Regions from separate parts of the Danio rerio genome. Here all the other regions are linked to region 1. Evidence: chromatin contacts called from public HiCAR-type data. All regions are on one chromosome and are shown on one strand. The core of a region is the stretch at or near the end of the contact, and the rest is flanking DNA. Distances in the headings are between cores, read along the strand shown. Region 1 overlaps si:ch211-185a18.2. Region 2 overlaps si:ch211-185a18.2. Region 3 overlaps si:ch211-185a18.2. Region 4 holds the start of si:ch211-185a18.2.

Region 1 (2,700 bases), core at 199-2,698:
CAAAACACACCCGTAACTCATAAAGAGAATAAGCTCAACCCTGTTAGACCATGCGCCGCGGAGCAGAGCATATTTTTCCATCCTTAAAATAGCAAAAGTGGATTAGGACACAATGCTTTTTGCGCCATGTGCTTTAGATTTTGCGCCTAGATCGCTAAAATAGAGCCCATAGACATTCCCTATATTTTATATAACTGCAAGTTAACTGTTTAAATACTGTTTGATAACTTAAACTGTTAAAAGCTATTATTCATTCATTTTCCTTCAGCATATTCCCATTATTCATCACAGGTCACCACAGCAAAATGAACAACCGATAAAAACTATTAGTTACTAGTGTAGTTAAATAAATGTACTAGTAACTAATAAGGTTATGGTAACTAATAAAGTTATGTAACTAGTGTGCACCATTTTTAAATCTGCTTTGAAAAGAATCATTGTGAAAAGTGCTAAACAATTAAACTTGAATGAGATTGAACAATCTAAATTCTATTCTACTAAACTATTGTACTAAATTCTCAGGTGGTGCTAGTTACTAAAACATAATTAAAAGAGGATTTTAAAAACACTATTGCACGAATATTACTTTCAAATAAATAAATACATGTGACGTTATTCACATAAATAAATTATACACATGAACAGATGAGACTCTTTTGATGAAATACATTATGTATTCATAAACTATGCTCTTTATATAAAAAATTCCAGTAACTACAACAAGTTACTAACCTTGAACCTACCCTAAACGTAACTTGAGCCAATGTTGTTTCCTTGTATTACCAAGTATTTTGATAAAAATGTGGAACTTATGAGTACACTTTCAATGAAATAACCATCAAGTCTAAACAGGAAATATGAAAATCTATTATTCTATAGGGAGCACTGTCTGAGTTACAATCTGATGCATCAGGCTGTGGAGGCTGCAAGTGATGAGGCAAGTGAAAAAAAATCGAATCAAATGGAAAAGTCTTTCTAACAATCTTTTTTTTAAAGCACAAATATGTTATTTTCAGAAATGTCCTGTTTCTAGAATCAGTTATATTTTCACTGTTGAAACACCAGGTGGCACTGTGGGTCTATATATCTCAAACCCTCATTGAGCATCAAAATTCATGGCAAAGCCTACACTCAGTGCTACAAATACTATACAAATAAGTCAAAATGCACACAAACTGTATTGTTGTTTTTGTCATACATAATCACATATGCAAATGTCCTGTTCAATACTAAATCATAATTAGCAGATTCATATTTTATGGAAGCTGTGATGCATTACCATTTTAAAGGGTGTAAATTTTTGCTCTTCCTCAATATTTAATGCAACACCATCAAGAAAAAAAAGAAAAAGCGATGATATTTTTGCATACACTGGTGCCGGCTGCAGTTCAGGTTGTTCTTCCTCCTCCAGGGGGAGCTCTGATCCTTCCCACAGGTGGATCTGCAGGCTGCCTGGCTCTGGGCTCTGATTGGCTGGAGTAGGAGGTGAGGGCGTGGCCACTCTGGTTGGTGATGGGATTGGTGTAGTAATCGGAGTGCCCACAGGAATTCTGTCTGGACCTGAAACAAAGGCAAAGAGCGCTTGTAGAGTTGACGGATGTGTGTGAACAACTGCGCTAATACACTTTCACTAGCGTCTGCTGTGTGCTTTGGCAGCATGTAGACGCTGAGTGATTGGGCATGTTCAGAAAAAACACCGCCAGACCTGGTGAAGCAGATTCCTGAGGGGGTTTCTCAGGAGATGTTGCTGTTGAAAGATGTTCTGAGAGATCAGGGGTTCTGACAGGAGATGGAGGATCTTTTAGGCTGGGTTCGGGAGTGGGTGCCGGTGTAGGTACTGTAGTGTCCTCCTGTAATATTAGCACAACATTACCACATTTGCCTTTAAAATGACTTTATAGTTGTTGTTTTTTTACATCAGGGAGTCAAACAGATGTGGGTAGATTAGTGGTTTTATTTAGACACGTGCAAAAATGAACACATCGTCTTATCAAAACAGATTTTAGGTCTGAATTCAAGGCCTAAAATGCCAACTCATGTGGTAGGCTTAAAGGGTTCCTCCCAGAAATGAAAATTTTGTCATTATTTACTCACTCTTGTTTGTACTTGTTTCAAACAATGAGTTTATTTCTCCTGTTAAACACAAATAGGATATTTTGAAGAAAGTTAAAAACCTGTAACCATTTATTTTAATTATATTTGTTTGTCATACTATGTATGTCAATGGTTACAGGTTTTCAGCTTTCTTCGAAATATCTTCTTCTGTTTAACAGGCAAAAAAGAAACTCATGACAGTTTGAGGGAGAGTAAATGCTTAGGCTTAACCATTTAACCACCCATTTAGGTACAGTAGTGTCCTCTAGTAATGTTAGCACAGCATCACCACATTTGTCTTTAAAAATGTATTTATTGTAGTTGTTTTTTTTACATGAAAGTCAAACAGATGTGGGTAGTTTCTTCAACTCAAGGCCTAAAATCTCAACTCAAGGGTTAGGCTTAAGAATAGTTCCTCCAATAAATGAAAATGCTGTCATCATTTCCTCATCCTTTACTTGTTTCAAACCCTTATGAGTTGCTATTTTACTGTTAAACACTAAAGTAGATATTTAAAAGAAAGCTGAAAACCTGTAACCATTGACTTCTATTGTGAGACAAATCCTATGGAAGTCAGGTTTTCAACTTTCTTCAACATATCTTCTT
Region 2 (2,700 bases), core at 23-2,522, 180 kb after region 1:
ACTAATGAATTATTGTGGTCCAAAACTTGGCATTGAACAAGTTCTCCCATGGCCTGCACAATCACAAGATCTAAATATTTTTGAGCAACTTTGGGGTGTTTTTGGAGGAGAGAGTCAGGAAACGTTTTCGTCCATAAGTATCACCTAGTGATCTGGCCACTATTCTCCAAAAAGAATGGATCAAAATCCCTCTGGCCACTGTGCATGACTTGTATCTGTCATTACCAAGATGAACTGAAGCTGTATTGGCCGCTTATGAATTAATGTGGTCCAAAACCAGGCATTGAACAAGTTGAACATCTCCCAAGGCCTGCAGTCACCAGATCTAAATATTATTGAGCTCTTTTGGGGTGTTTTTGAAGAAGAGAGTCAGGAAACGTTTTCTTCCATCAGCATCATCTAGTGATCTGGCCACTATTCTCCAAAAAGAATGGATCAAAATCCCTCTGGCCACTGTGCATGACTTGTATCTGTCATTACCAAGATGAACTGAAGCTGTATTGGCCGCAAAAGAAGGCCCAATACCATACTAATAAATTATTGTGGTCCAAAACCAGGCATTGAACAAGTTGAACATCTCCCATGGCCTGCAGTCACCAGATCTCAATATTATTGAGCCACTTTGGGGTGTTTTTGAAAGAACAAGTTAGGAAATGTTTTCCCACACCAGCATCAAGCAGTGACCATGGCCGCTATTCTCCAAGAAGAGAAATTCCTCTGGCCACTGTGCAGGACTTGTAACTGTCATTCCCAAGATGAATTGAAGCTATACTATTGATATATTGTGGTCCAAATCCAGGCGTTTCAGTTTCATTGTCCAACCCCTGAATATATACATTCTACTTGTCCTAGCATTTATATACTGCAACTCTCTGATGATTTGAAGTGCTTCTTTTATCTTTACTTGTAAGTCGCTTTGAATAAAAATTTCTGCTAAATGAGTAAATGTAAAGGTCTGCAAAATAAGTTGTTCGGCATGCTCTATTAGTAAGAGCATGGTATTTCTTATGTTGTACAGTGCAAACATGCAAGATTGTGTAGCTACAATTGTGAAATTATGTTCGACAGCCGAATTGGCAGTGAAGACTAGATTATAAGAAAACAAGAGAGATCGAATGCTGCGAATGAGGATTTTCACACTCCAGGAAAAACACACACGGCGAGAAACTGCAAGCCATAATTAACTCTCTGTTCTCCCACACACATCCATCAACGTGAGCCTGAGAACATGGCTCCGGCGTCTGGGAAAGCAATCCCATGTTCATGTGGGAGCCGGGGAGGGGGCTGCAGAAGCAACTCGGATTATATTCAGGTGGGAAAATTCTCCCAGGTTTCAGACAAACGGGCTTCTTTGAGCGCACGAATCGTACATAAATTACCAGGCAATTGGGAAAAAAAGAAGAGGAAAGAGCAAGGTGAAATGGAAAAACCCAGGATCGCTGTTTGTGATAAGCAAGTTTTGGCCTTGTTTAGTATACGCTAACGGTTACACAACATTGAATAGGGTCGTTTAGATCTACTGCGGTCTGTTTAATGACGCGCACTACTTGAAGACACTAAAGCAGCTGTGTTACCGGGTCAGCCTGTGCTAACATGCCTGAAGCTTTTCCAATAACAAGCCTCGACTCTCTCCGACAGGAGCAAAACAGCATGACTGAGGCGAACAGCTTGAACTGTTCGTATTTACACAGCTGTTCGGTGGGTGACACTTCTTTCAACAACTGCTTTTTGCCTTAATTGGTTTTTAGTGCAAAAGCAAGTCTTCAATTCAACCCGGAGGAGTGACAGATCGGTTGAGTGATGGCGTCTAAAGGGAAAAAGCATGTTCAGGGATGAATTACTGGTTTTGGTGTTTTGCGAACATGAGGTTCTAGGCTGAGCTGATCGTTGTTGCTTCTTAAACAGGAAACTAAAAGCAGGCGGTTTCTCGGCAGAGGCGAAGCACAATGGTTTCTAAAGCCTGTAGCCATGGACGCATGAATGACATTGGAAATTAGTGATGAGATATTTGAGACTCAACCCCAAACAATATGCTACAAAACACAAGCGTAGGAGTAAATAATTACAATCCAGTGTCTATCCACTAACAGTCAATGCATATTATAATAAAAACATTTCAATATCAATTAGTCAATAAATAAAAGGTAACACTTTACTTTAAACTATTTATTTACCTGCCTATCAGCTGTTTATTTGTACTTATAAAATACATATTTTACATGATATTGTTCTACATTGCTAATCATACCTAAACCTAACTACTATCTAAATTGCTATTAATACCCAGAACATTAAGAGTTTATTGAGCTAAAATTCATAATTATTGGATTGTTAATAGTAAAATTTGTACCTTAAAATTAAGTGTGACTAATAAAATTGCTTTAATAAAATAATTATAATAACAATTAATTAATGGTATACTTTATTTTATGATATTTAGATAAAATATCTTAAAAAGAGAAGAAAAGGCACACATTTAATTCCAGGATAATCTTCTTTTAGTAGGTCCAGTAAATCTTGATAGATAGTAAAGACTGCCGTTTCATTTTTGCTGTCATTACCTCCACCTCTGATTAATCAAAAACTTGTACTGAAATTATATAATTTCAATAGAAATCTGTTGTGGTTTTAGTTGTGGTGCAAACGCCAAAATTCAGTAGTGACGCTACTGCCATCAAGTGGTTTCAAATTGAATCACAT
Region 3 (2,858 bases), core at 318-2,817, 140 kb after region 1:
GATCTGTGTCCTTATAATGCCGTTAACAAATTTGGTTGGTAAAAAAGGTGCACAACCAACAGGAACCAACCAACAGTATCTAAGGTTTACGCTAAAATTACTTGTACAAGCATGAAAGCGAAAGATTGAAGCAGTGTACTGATGCTGTGACCTGATAGATTCAATAGACCAAAGAGTCATTAGATATAGACAAAGATTAAATGAATATCACGTTTAACAACTATAGTAAGAAGCAATCCAGCCGTACATCCTTGATAAACTGCCCGATGTGCACTGCTCTCTGGGGTTTTGTGCTCAATGCACCCGCTGACTGCATGGAAATAAAGTTATTCTCTAACATTTTTGATCCCTAAAAGTAAAAAGTCTCCCTAAATTCCACTTGTGCAGCATTTGCAAAAACAAGTTACATTTTTTAAAAACAAACTTGTGACCCGGTTTTGTGCTAAAAAGGACAGAGTGTTTGTGTGTGTGGTCATATGATGTCTGTTTTCAGCGGTAAAGAGTGGACAGAGATCTTTTCAGAAATGCTAGATCAAATGCCTGTGTGGACGTGGATCGTTTTCGTTCTAAAATGTCATTTTAAAACTAAGTTGTATTAGTGTAAACGGGGCCTAGGTGTGTATTTTTCGCGAGCGAGTTGCTGCTGTGATGGGGCGGGGTGTAGGATCGCGATGCCGAATCAGCATCGTGATGTCAACCAGCCATCGGCAATGGATGATGGCATCATCTATGGACCCAACCCATGCAAAATAAATACCCATGCAAAATAAAAGTGCTTTTGTGGTCAAGGGATGCATCACTTTTGCCAGGGAAAATTAGAAATATTTAGCATAAAGGAGAAGAAAGTCAGGTAAAGTCTCTTTTTTAAGTTCTTTACACACTTTTTACACATATTTAACTGTTTACACATCAGCAATAAAAAAAAAGGAATCAATACATGATTCAATACAAATTCTAACACAAAGAAGCTTTAAAATCAGCCATAAGGAACCATCGATACCAACAAAGAACCTTTCTGTACAAAAAAATGTACAATGCATTTATAAGCAAAACAACATAATCAATAAGAAAGAGGGAGGTTTCAGTTTACCCAATGGAAATGTGAAAAGTGAGCTTCAATAGAGGATACAAGCAAAAATAAAAAGGCTTTATAGTAAGAAAATGAATGATGAAACAAAACATAAAAATAAATCTTTCCTTTTAAGACCAGTAATGTGTATGACAAAAAACAAACTTAAAGGATTTCGACTTTAGTGCCATTTAAGAATGTGAACTTGAAGGGAACGCTTTTGTTGTTGTGTGCCAATAATCAATAAAGAGGCGTCTTTGTGTTTCAGAGATATGTATGAAATATCGACACATGTGACTTCTTTTGATGCTGATTTAGATGAAGTCAAAAAAAATGGAAGAGATTGTACAGTCAATAAACTATTCAACAGCTCAAACCAAGTAAGAATGCAATTACCTCCGAAGAAATCCAAAACAAATGAGGCAGCCTGCAACAGCACATACTGACCAGCAGGAGTCCTCCTGGCTATAGCGGATGCAGCAACAGCATGAGTGTGTGTGTGTGAATGAGCAAATCACAACCTTTAAAAAGACGATGCCGGCGTTCAGGGGTGTGAATGAAGCCTGTGATTTAAAACTGCACTAGCTATGACTCATCCTCGCTCTGAACTCCCTTGGTGGATATTACATATATCTGACTATCCTGCAGACAACATGGGAACACAAGGTTGATTTAGCCACTGGCTGAGATTCAGTAATGGGTTTTAAATTTGGGGAAAACTGGGCAATGTTTTCTGGGAAGCTGCAAAATGCTGAAGACACGAGTGGAAAAGGGAAAGCTGTACTCGGTGTACTCTTTGGCCCACATTTCAAATCCAAAACAAAACAAAAAAAAATGTCCCATGGAATGTGAATAATCACAAGCAAACCGCCAGAATTCACCCCAGGCAAGTGGCTCCTTGTGGGACGTCGGACTCCTGGAGCGGCTCTGGTTCTGATTAACAAAAATGTGGACTAGTCAGACGGATGAAACGAGAAGAGGTTTGGCTCCTGAACAAAAAACAAAAGCACAATGAGATGGGAGATACGTGATGAATAGCAGAGAGACGGCCAAAAGCCAGTGAGAAAACAAGATAGACGCTGACCAAAAAACGACCTCCGGAGTCAGATAGCTGTAAAGTATATGCATAAAACCTTCACTCGGCTAAATCAGGGCCTCATTTTTCATCACACCTACGGTGCTGCTAAAATCACTGAAGTGGAAATAACAACAGCTGTTTCATAAAGCTCAACTTTTAGATTTTTTTTTTTGTAAAGTTTTCAAGTTTAAACATTAAAAGTTTTTTTTTCATAAAAAAAGAAAATTCATTTGACAAATAATAGAGCTAACAGTTCCATGATTACTTTTATTTTAGTTATAAAGCTTCCACTTGTTTCTCCTTGCTGATTTATATCATGTAAGTCCATGGCTACCAAAACATATGCAGGGAAACTAAAATGAGTGTTCATTGTAGGGCTGTGTGGTATTAGAAAAATTGCAATATTTAAAAAGGTGGTCCACTACAATATCATATTTGAAACTTTAGTTCATTTGTAATGTAGACGTGTGAACATAAACAACATCTCTGAATGTAATACACTCAAAGTTCAATGTAAAGGGAGACATTGACTACGTTTACATGGACACCAATAATTCAATTTTAATGCGATTAAGACAATACTCTGATTAAGTATATAAGATAATCAGATTAAGGTCATAATCGAAATAAAGAGAAATCGAATTAAGACGAGTATGCCGATTGTAGTCGCAATATTAAAGTGCATTAGACATGTAAACACCTTAATCTAAT
Region 4 (2,700 bases), core at 173-2,672, 200 kb after region 1:
AAAAAGCCCAGCAAACTGGTTTGACTTGATTCCAGCCAGTGGTTCCTCTGGTCCAGCTGAATTCAGATAAATATGCATGTATTATTCTGAACACTTAATTGATGGCAAAGTTTAACACTGAGGTAAAGTTGGTTTGATATTGACACACTCAGACTTTCTCCATAATAATATAATAAGGTTAACACTGTCGTCAACAGAAAGAAGGTCACTGGTTCGAGTCTCGGCTGGGCCAGTTGGCATTTCAGTATGGAGTTTGCATGTTCTCCGCATGCTCCAGTTCCCCCACAGTCCAAAGACATGCGCTTTCGGTGAATTAAATAAACTAAATTAGACATTGTGTGTGTGTTTAAATAAGTACTGGGTTGTAGCTGGAAGGGCATCCGCTGGGTAAAATATATGCTGGAATAGTTGGCAGTTCATTCCACTCTAGCAAACTCTAAAATAAAGATTAATCCGAAGGAAAATGAATAATGAATGAATATAAGCAATATCAAAGTACTATTAGGAATATCACAGTACTATTAAGAATAGTAGGACTCTCAACATACTATTAGGACTATCAAAGTACTATTAGGAATATTAGGACTCTCAACGTACTATTAGGACTGTCAAAATTCTATCAGGAATATTTTGACTAAGTACTATTAGGACTATCACAGTACTATTAGGACTATCACAGTACTTTTGAGGAATATGAAGACTATTAAAGTGGTATTAGGACTATCAAAGTACTATTAGGAATAGTAGGACTCTCAACGTACTATTAGGACTATCACAGTACTTTTGAGGAATATTAGGACTATCAAAGTACTATTAGGAATAGTAGGACTCTCAACATACTATTAGAACTATCGAAGTACCATTAGGAATATTTGGACTATCTAAGTACTATTAGGAATAGTAGGACTCTCAACGTACTATTAGGATTATCAAAGCACTATTAAGAACATCAGGACTATCAAAGTAACTTAATATTACAACATTGTGTTCGCAGTTAAATAAATTGCGCTAATGCTGTTTAAAAGTCACATTTACATGCAATTTCAGACCAAATATTCCAAGTACATGGTAAATAATATAGGGACGTTGTCTATGAATATAAAGCTTTACTTTAATAAGTTTAACAGCGTTACCTGTATCTGATGCTGTAGGCAGATTCACAGGAGGGATTTCTGTCCTTCTCTCGTCCGCAGAATGAACATGTTCAGAGTCTGACAGTCTCCTGATGTAAATGTTAACTTTATTCTGATTCTTATGCTGTATTTCGTCTCTACCGGCTCTGGTTGAGTGAATTAGCACATCTGCTGCATCAGAACTGGATGTCGAGTCGTTAAAGTGTGTTTTATTGTTCACAGACACACAACAAGAGTCCATTTCCACTCTTATATCAGTAACATGCAGACCAGTAACTTAGTAGTTCAGGGCTGATGTCAGTCGGTATGAAACGTTTTAATAGTCTTACCGTAAAGAAGACGCCAACATATCGATTACTTGAAGGATTTCCAGAAACATCCAGAGATTGCAAAAACTGATGATGTTATCAGAATTGTTTTTGAATTTCCCGCCGCAGGTGTTTTTAAAAGCAACAGGTCGGATTAGCCTCGCTTATTTGTGTTCATATGACAAATCAAGTCACTATTTCGTGGTAGCTTGATGTGATATTCAAATGATGTAGTTTCAGTTTATTACATCCATTAATTTCCACAGCGTGGGTTGTTGTTGCTGACAACAAAACTTAACATAACCGTGAACGCCGAAACAACGGTGAAATATCAAGACGGTAAACAGATTTCAAAATAAAAGTCTTGATTTTATTCATTTTTGGAAGTCTTGACTCTGCTGCCCCCTTTCGATTCTTATCAGAATGATTAAAACAGTTGACAGATTGCAGAAAAACTTTGACGAATGCATGATTATTTTTAGAATTGTAAAACTGTCTATGATACGCTCGATAATGCTTTGAAGTTGATCATTTTTCTTGGGAAGTTTCACATAAACAAGGCAAAAGTAATGTCTATTACTCCTTTTTTTCTGTAAAGATTTTAAAATATTTTACAATTCTTTGACATCAATTACAAGATACAAGAAGGCTATAAAAACCTCTCTAATAATGAAAAAAAAAATCTATTCAATCTAATAATTTAAATACGATGGATCTCCTCATACAGTTGAAGTCAGAGTTATTAGCCCCCCTGAATTATTCGCCCCCTGTTTATTTTTCCCCCAATTTCTGTTCAACAGATAGAAGATTTTTTTACACATGTCTAAACATAATAGTTTTAATAACTAATTTCTAATAGCTAATCTATTTTATCATTGTCATGATGACAGTAAATAATATTTGACTAGATATTTTTCAAGACACTTCTATACAGCTTAAAGTGACATTTAAAGGTTTAACTAGGTTAATTAGGTTAACTAGGCAGGTTAGGGTAATTAGGCAAGTTATTTTATAACGCTTGTTTGTTCTGTAGACTATCTGAAAAAATATCTATAGCTTAAAGGCTAATAATTTTGACCTTAAAAGGGTTCAGAAAAAAATTAAAACTTTTTTATTCTAGCCTAAATAAAACAAATAAGACTTTTCCAGAAGAAAAAAAAAATATATATATATATATATATATATATATATATATATATATATATATATATATATATATATATATATATATATATATATATATATATATATATATATAT

The links. HiCAR-type assays count read pairs that join an accessible place to other places.
Region 2: a HiCAR-type map of caudal fin shows a contact between it and region 1, with 9 times the contacts expected there. The contact joins two enhancer-like sites. A contact is called at or near these places in 7 of 18 Hi-C or Micro-C datasets (caudal fin, embryo, hematopoietic stem cells and 2 more) and 1 of 4 datasets of contacts at active chromatin or transcription factors (caudal fin).
Region 3: a HiCAR-type map of caudal fin shows a contact between it and region 1, with 6 times the contacts expected there. The contact joins two enhancer-like sites. A contact is called at or near these places in 4 of 18 Hi-C or Micro-C datasets (caudal fin, embryo, hematopoietic stem cells and 1 more) and 1 of 4 datasets of contacts at active chromatin or transcription factors (caudal fin).
Region 4: a HiCAR-type map of caudal fin shows a contact between it and region 1, with 7 times the contacts expected there. The contact joins the promoter of si:ch211-185a18.2 here to the enhancer-like site in region 1. A contact is called at or near these places in 4 of 18 Hi-C or Micro-C datasets (caudal fin, embryo and an unstated tissue) and 2 of 4 datasets of contacts at active chromatin or transcription factors (caudal fin and embryo).

The regions. Positions count from the first base shown.
Region 1 is chr17:12,362,978-12,365,677 of GRCz12tu, forward strand. si:ch211-185a18.2 reads right to left here. Exons shown (of 32, transcript NM_001258228.1): 23 at 1,706-1,850; 24 at 1,371-1,560. Among named protein-coding and RNA genes, the nearest start is that of dact1, 150 kb to the left of the region's middle. Within about 2 kb of position 1,449, at least 20 of the 62 cell types and tissues checked have an H3K27ac peak or open chromatin away from gene starts, as enhancers often do. A contact at or near this core is called in caudal fin, where this site is marked.
Region 2 is chr17:12,547,754-12,550,453 of GRCz12tu, forward strand. All of the region lies in intron 8 of si:ch211-185a18.2, which reads right to left. Among named protein-coding and RNA genes, the nearest start is that of si:ch211-185a18.2, 17 kb to the right of the region's middle. Within about 2 kb of position 1,273, at least 29 of the 62 cell types and tissues checked have an H3K27ac peak or open chromatin away from gene starts, as enhancers often do. A contact at or near this core is called in caudal fin, where this site is marked.
Region 3 is chr17:12,500,759-12,503,616 of GRCz12tu, forward strand. The region is part of intron 9 of si:ch211-185a18.2; the gene reads right to left. Among named protein-coding and RNA genes, the nearest start is that of irf2bpl, 25 kb to the right of the region's middle. Within about 2 kb of position 1,568, at least 21 of the 62 cell types and tissues checked have an H3K27ac peak or open chromatin away from gene starts, as enhancers often do. A contact at or near this core is called in caudal fin, where this site is marked.
Region 4 is chr17:12,564,184-12,566,883 of GRCz12tu, forward strand. It overlaps si:ch211-185a18.2, which reads right to left and starts at 1,423. Exons shown (of 32, transcript NM_001258228.1): 1 at 1,134-1,423; 2 at 1-56. The coding sequence starts at 1,374.